2 separate regions of the Mus musculus genome follow, and region 1 is linked to region 2. The links are chromatin contacts, called in public Hi-C maps. All regions are on one chromosome and are shown on one strand. The core of a region is the stretch at or near the end of the contact, and the rest is flanking DNA. Distances in the headings are between cores, read along the strand shown. Region 1 has its middle 5.3 kb from the start of Gm24179. Region 2 holds the start of 4930484H19Rik (RIKEN cDNA 4930484H19 gene).

Region 1 (3,485 bases), core at 543-3,042, 52 kb before region 2:
TTCATAGCCACTATGCCTCAAGATCTCCATGCCAAGATCCAGGTCAGAAACTTGTATCTCCCAGCCTCCAGATTAGGATCACAGGTGAGCCTTCCAATTTTGGATTGTAGTTTATTCCAGATATAGTCAAGTTGACAACCAGGAATAGCCACTATAGCACTCAAGCCTGGGCTGGAGGCCCAGCATCTCTGACAAGCTCCTGGGCAATGCAGTTGCTTCTGATGCAAGGACTGTGTGGTAATTTGAATGAGAACGGCCCCCACAGGCTCACAGGGAGTGAACTATTTGAAGAATTAGGACGTGTGAGTTGGAGTACATGTGGTCTTGTTGGAGAGGGGTGTCATGGGGTCAGGGCTTGGGGAGTAGACTTTGAGGTTTCAAATGCTCAAGCCAGGACCAATCTCTCTCTCTTCCTGTGTTGGAAGACCCTGCTATTAAGGTCAAAGTCTATCGTGACCAGATAAGCTCTCCCAGCCTGGTGCAAAATGGAGGACTCCCGTTCTCAGCGGGGTTTCCTCCTCTCTGTCTGATCTTATCTAGAGACTGTCTCTAGGCACAGGTGCCCTACCTTATCTGGAGGATGACCCTGCACAGAGCTTCCTGTAAATGCTACTCCATTCAGCTCCGAGGTCCTGCTCAGCCCTTACTGTGAATGATAACGAGGTACAGCACTTCCCACCTGTAACCCCCCCCCCCCCAAAACCTCTGAGCACAGTCACATAGTCTATGGCCAGATTATAGGTTAAACACTCCCCCTTCCCCACTTCCATTGAACCTGAACATGCCTGGCAGGTTCTTGGAATTCTTCTTCATGCAAAAGAAGTATTCCCACCCTACCTACCCACTCCTCAAGATCTATATAAACCTTGTTCATCCCCAATAAAGTGGAACTGTCTCATTGAAGTTGATCCTGGAAGTCAGTCCCAGCTGTTCGAGCCCTACCCCACCCCCACCCCACTTCTGCTTCCTTCGTGCTTGCTGGCTGGTGGGCAACAGCCCTGGGGAAGAAGGGGGCATCACATTCCTGCTGCTTGCTGTTCCTGATGTAGAACTCTCAGCTACCTCTCTAGCACTGTGTCCGCCTGCATGCTGCCAGGCTTCCTGTCTCGAAAACAGTGGGCTAAACCTCTGAAACTGTAGGCTAGTCTCGGCTAAATAGTTCCCTCTATGAGTTTCCAGGAGCACGGTGTCTCTTTGCGGCGAAGAGCATGGTCGATGATAGCTTGTATTCTGAGCTATGCTGACTTTGGCTCAACTGGAATGCTATATTAAACAATTAACAATTACATAAAAATATATCACAAACTGTTTATAGCCCAGGGTCTTGATATGGAAACCATATTCCTCAGTATGAAGCTATCACAGAGCCTTCTTTATGGGTCAGCAGCCCTTTACCTGTGAAGTTTGTTCTGTGGAGTCCTGCTTTCAAGTCTCTGTTTATGAACTTTCTCCATGTCCCACACCAGCCTTTTCCGGTCTCTGTAGCATCAGATTCCCTGTTGGAGCTAAAAAAAAAAAACAAAACAACAACAAAAAACCCCAGAACACAACAAAGTCCCTGAGGGTGGGACCCAGTCATCTCTTCTTAAAAATCTCCACAAGTGCTCCTAATGTGCAGCTAGAGTTGAGACTCCGTGTTTTAAATACCAAATTTTCATTTCAGTGTTGCTACGGTGATTTGTTTCCTCCAAAACGGTTCTGCAAAGAGCCTGTTGCTAACCCTCGAGAAGTAGGGAATTGGTAGCTGGCTTGCTCAGTGCCTGAGCTCTGCCTCTCTCAGCCTGGAGCTGTGTGCAGGCTGCAGATTGCATTCTATTTACTTGCCTGCTGTTCAAACAGAAGAACTCTCTTATTTGAATCTCTCTTAGGATGAACAACTTCCCCATTGTGGACTAATCTGAAGACAAGAAGTCCCATTAGGCAGAAGCACAGACCCTGGGATATGTCCGTGCTATTAACAGTCTATCCATTTCTGCTCTTGCAGTTTTGTGGGGGTGTTTCCCTGCCTGATGCAGGCCACCGACAGTTTTTTGCTTTTCTTTCTAAGAGCCGGTCAAAACAGGCTGGGGAGTCTGCAGCAGACATCAGCCGGAGGAGGTACGGAGAGGCCAACTGCCGGTTAGATTTAATAGGCTTTAAAAGGTTGCCAGCTGAGAAAGGAGTTATGCCACTGCCCAATTATCTCCCCTCCTCCCCTGTTCTGGTGGCCTCCATGCTACCAGAGAGAAATAAACTATCCTAGGGAGGAGATTTGGAAGTCTTTAGAACCATTTGCAGACTCTTAGGTTAAATATGCGGAATTGCGCCCTTTTGTCACCGGAGGTATCTTTTAGTGCACTAAGCATTGGCTAATTTTTTTTTTTTTTTTTTTTTTAGTGAAATGTATACATCCAAGTTACTCCCTCCCCCCCCCCCCCCCCTTTGGGTCAGATGCGTACATATTGTTCCTGAACATTCCTCCCCGGGAGAAAATGAAAAACCATATTTAAAAATGAGGAGGAGGAGCAGTAGGAGGAGGAGACGTTGACTCTGAAATCCTGCCTAATCCGAACTGTGAAGTGGGCCAAGTGAGTCTTTAAAAAGAACAAATGCGGGTTAGAAAAGAACAAATGCGAGCACGGAGCGGAGTTCTCAGCACCCTCCTCTAGGGGGCGCAAAACTTCGTGTACCGCGAGCTTCCGGACTGGCCAAAGCCTCCTCACAGACACATAATTAAAAATAATAGAAGTTAAAAGAAACCATACCAAATGTGGTGTAGAGAGAATGGCTTATGCATTATGTGGCAGCATCTCCTGCTGATGGCCTATTAGCTCAGGCAGGAAATAGAAGGTGGGACTTCTGGCAGAGAGAGAAGGAATTCTGGGAAAGAGTCAAGAGAAGAGCATTCGTCCTGAACTTTGAGGAAGTTGGATGCATGAAACTGAGGCGAGGTGACCAGCCGTGTGGTGGCAGACATAGAATAGAATAAACGGGTTATGTAAGTTATGAGCTAGTTGGGAATGCGCCAATGCTTATGGCAGAGGTGTTTATTCATAAATAAGTCTCAGGATCATTTTTTCTGGGTATGAAGAGGCCGAGTAGAAAAGCTTGTGGCTACGATGTGGGTCAATGATAGAAAACTCACATATTATGCGTGAAGCCCTAGGTCTGATACACAGGGCCACAAGCAAAGCAACCTGAAACAAAAGTTACACAGAAGTCATCTTGAATTCAGGTCATCTGATTCCAACCAGTGCCCAGCTAGTTCTCCACCTTTTCTCTTTTCTTTAATTTTTATTATACTCTGAGAATTTCATTTGAAATATATTAATATATATTACTTATTATATTAATATAATAGAATTAGTATTATATTAATGATATAATATATGTTAATAGACATTTAATATAACATATGTTAATATAGTGCTATATTAATATAATATTAATGGGTATTAAAAGATTTATTTATTTAAACTGTTTGATTTCTTTTCTTTTCTTTTCTT
Region 2 (3,624 bases), core at 704-3,203:
CTTAAAAACTATGGGTTAGCATGCCAACCACACTAAATGGTGATGGGAAAAGTTACTGGTGGGGCGGGGCTGTGGTCCTGATAGTGCTAAACACTTTTCCTTATACATTCAATAATGAGGCCCCTGAAGGAGCCAGTATTTCCTGATGCTCCAACTCCTCCTGCTCTGAGGGACTGGGTCTGTCTGGAGGCAGACTGGCCCGTGGTGGTCCCATCTTGCACAGAGAATTCCCAACACTAAAACCACTGCACTGCAGGAGGATCTGGGTAGCCATTACGTCAACAGAAGCAAGTCAGCCTGAGACAGCACCCACCCGACAGTGCAGAGCCCCCATTAGCTTTCAAAAAGCTTTTACTCAACATTTGATCATCGGGCAATACAAAGATCAATCAGGCAGGATGAGCAAGATGAGGGTCTTCTACCAGATGAGGCCTTCACCTCTGAGGGACTGAACCATGAACCTGGAACCAGGAGTGGACTTTGTCAGGAAGTCAATCTACCACATATCTCAGATCAAATTTTCTTTAAACCTCTTTTTTGATTTATGGGAGAAGTTGGGTATATACCTGGAAATTCCATGTGTAATTCTGAAGTGTTAGTGGCTGGAGGGTTTAGGGACACCTCCCGGTATTCCCCCTCCTTTCTTTTTTTTTTTTCTTCTTCTTAAAAAAACATCTTTGTTGAGGTGAGAAAAGACTCTCAGAGAGGCGAAGGGATTGAACTCTACGCTCAGCTTTTGGTGTCTGTCTACCATCTTTCTCATTGGCCAGGAGCCTCCAAATGGAACCTGCTGGTTCTTGTCTTAGGGGAGAATTCAGTTGGGAGACACAGACGTTATAAATAGAAATTTACTTAGCAAAGGAAAAGCAAAGTGTATTTGAGAGAGACTGGAGTGGGCTGCCCTGAGGGTCAGGGAACAGGAAGTTCTCCGGTGTTGAGTTTGAGCGGGTTTTATGAACACAGGGGAGGTAGGTATGTTTATTAGGTAAAGTAATGCTTTTCTCCTTCCCAAATTATGATGAGGTATTTCTTGATTTTTTTTTTCTAGAAAAGTCCACAAGATAGGGGTTCAAAATCCCAATGTAAACAGCATTATAAAGAAGCCAAGATCTTTGAGGAAGCAGGACCGCCCCCATCAGTGCGCATGCGTAGTAGAATGCCCTGGTTCTGCCTCTGAGAGGCACGGCTATTGTGACGCAGCTTCTGTTTCCTTAGTTACTTCATGAAACTGCCTAGGGTCCCATGATGATTATCACGGCTAACTGTTGGTTAAGACAGTTTGCCGTGTTTAAACTTGAGGTTTTATCACAAAAGCTGGGAATGAGTTTTACGACATTTTGTCAAGGTGTCCAAACAGGAAGAATGTTTGCCTTCTATCTAGGACCTGTCTCCCAGCTTCACTGCTCATAGGTATCCTGTATCTTACAATGCTTTATTCCAGTGGTAAGAAAGGTCTGTGTAAAAATGGCAACTGGATCTTGGCATAAACTACTTCACCGTTGTCTTTCCTCCTCCTTCTTTCCATTTTTGCCCTTCATAGCACTCCAGTTGCACTGTGGTTAGTAATAGACCTTTATATTCCGTCAGCTTCGCCTGTTTCTTAGGAGGCGTTTCTACTTAACAAAGGGCGTTTCCGAGGATACGAAGCACTAGAAGAGAACGGAATAGGGCGTTCTTGGTGGCAAGCGAAAGAAATTGAACTACAGACAACATAGAGTTTGACTTACTGGTAATATTTCAGGAAAAGGATGGGGTTAGATCTGTCGTCAGGAATACCTGGAACCGAGAAATCAAACACTGCGATAACGCATGCTGCTTGTCTGCGCATCGGCTTATTTGCCCAGGCTAGCCACTTGTGCCTGGCCACAGAGGTCCAGCTTCGGCATCACAATCCCCCCCGCCCCCGTGCCCCGTGCCCCAATAGAAAATCCTTCTCCATCAGTTTAACTTGGAAAGAAACCCAGGCTGGAGTTCCAACTGGCCAGAACGGAGTAGTCACGGAGGCCAAAGGATGAGCCCTTGTGATTAACCTGCTTGGATCAAGTCCCCATCTCTCGGCTTGTTGGAACATCTACAGGATGCACGTGGTTCAAGAAGGATCTACGTGAAGATGCCTTCTCCATTCCTGTTTTTATCCCTCAAGTTTTTCTTCCCTCTATTTTATCTATGTGTTTACAGAGGGACATGGAGATAGCACCAGCCCCCATCACTCTCCATCTGATGTAAACTCTGACATCTAACCAAGAGGAGTGGCCAGTGTTTGTCTTGAGCAGGGGGGCTGCACATGGCAAGGGCCCTACCAGTGAGAGCAGGATTCCGGCTGAGTGGCCCCAGGGCATAGGTCCCACTGAATTCATTTTTACTGGCAGGACAGACGTGAACGGGCTCCAGCAGAAATCTCTAATCCACTGCTGCAGGGGTTTCTATGTTTCAGGCACTTGATAATGAGAACCAAATTTTTTTTTTTTTTTTGAGAACCAGAAATTTTTGTGTGCTGAAAACTGGGGAAAGGGAGGAAGAGGGGAGTTTTTTGTAAGAGGACAGAGAGAGAAAAGGGAACCTGTTTTGTGTCTTGAATCTTGATCCTGCAGCCTTCCCCTGTTTTCTTTTTGGTATATGTCAGCTCAAGAGCTTGCTTGGGGCTTCCCCCAGTCAGCTCTTTGGGGACAGGAAACAATGCTTGCTAGATTTCAGGTCTTATTCTTAATCAGCTTGAAAATTTAGTCAGAATAATTCGAGGTACATAAAATTGTAAAAAAAAAAAATCTATTAATTAGCTACCCACAGGCTACCTTCTCAAGTTCAATTTGAGCCCTAAGGAGAAAATGACATACAGCTCTGTTGTACAGCCGGGTATGGAAACCACCTCCCGGGGTAGAAGCATTAGCAGAGCTACTGCCTCTCAAGGATTCAGAAGGAAGGCCTTGGGAGCTCATTACTGGATCACTGAACTGGGGAGAACCACAGTTCCCTCAGCTCTTTGCTTTATATGCAGATTGCAGTTTGTGTGACAACAGTCTCCGAAAAGGACCAAGCTTCCACTCTGCTAATGACAGCTGACGTTTCTAATCGCCCGAGAGGCACGGATGTCTCATTTCAGGAGACGCGCATAGAGGTGACAGGAATCAGCCCACAGCCTCTGACCCTTGGGGAGCCGAGCACTCAGAATAGACACAGCCTGGATTCAGCCAAGAAACACATTTCTCTTCATGCCTATGCCCTTCTGCCCATTCATCTTATCAGAACTCAGTCAGCAGCCATCCTGTCTCAGCAGTGACATGTTTCTGCCAACCAGGCAGCCAGTCCTGACCCCATCTCCCTTTATTAGCTCCTCCTTCATTTCTCCCCCCTCCCATCTTTGTCTGACACCTTGACTAAAGACCCAGTGATGTATGTTGTGATTTTTACAGGGCTCGTCTGGCCTTGAAATTCTGAATTTTGAAAAGAGTTCAAGGTGATGATACCAATGTTGCTGGTCCTGAGAACGAACTGTGAAGAGCAAGGGGCTAAGTCACATGGAAGATATAGGGGAGCTGACGCCTCAGGTAAGAAGCTGGTATAATAGTCAGGACCCTGTGCTGCAGAGAGAAGGTTCCAGATGAGCCCTAGTTGGCCTCTGAGTTT

Evidence for each region. A called contact is a pair of places that touch in the nucleus more often than the background predicts.
Region 1: a Hi-C map of cerebral cortex shows a contact between it and region 2, with 3 times the contacts expected there. The contact joins the enhancer-like site here to the promoter of 4930484H19Rik in region 2. A contact is called at or near these places in 1 of 39 promoter capture datasets (the HPC-7 cell line), 2 of 484 Hi-C or Micro-C datasets (cerebral cortex and nephron progenitors) and 1 of 115 datasets of contacts at active chromatin or transcription factors (embryonic stem cells).

Annotation. Positions count from the first base shown.
Region 1 is chr10:126,844,053-126,847,537 of GRCm38.p6, reverse strand. No RefSeq gene overlaps it. Among named protein-coding and RNA genes, the nearest start is that of Gm24179, 5.3 kb to the right of the region's middle. Within about 2 kb of position 1,792, at least 99 of the 459 cell types and tissues checked have an H3K27ac peak or open chromatin away from gene starts, as enhancers often do. A contact at or near this core is called in cerebral cortex, where this site is marked.
Region 2 is chr10:126,792,039-126,795,662 of GRCm38.p6, reverse strand. It overlaps 4930484H19Rik (RIKEN cDNA 4930484H19 gene), which reads left to right and starts at 1,953. Exons shown (of 4, transcript NR_131015.1): 1 at 1,953-3,115; 2 at 3,411-3,545. It overlaps Gm51788 (a long non-coding RNA gene), which reads right to left. Exons shown (of 3, transcript XR_003948980.1): 2 at 1,728-1,776; 3 at 1,051-1,649.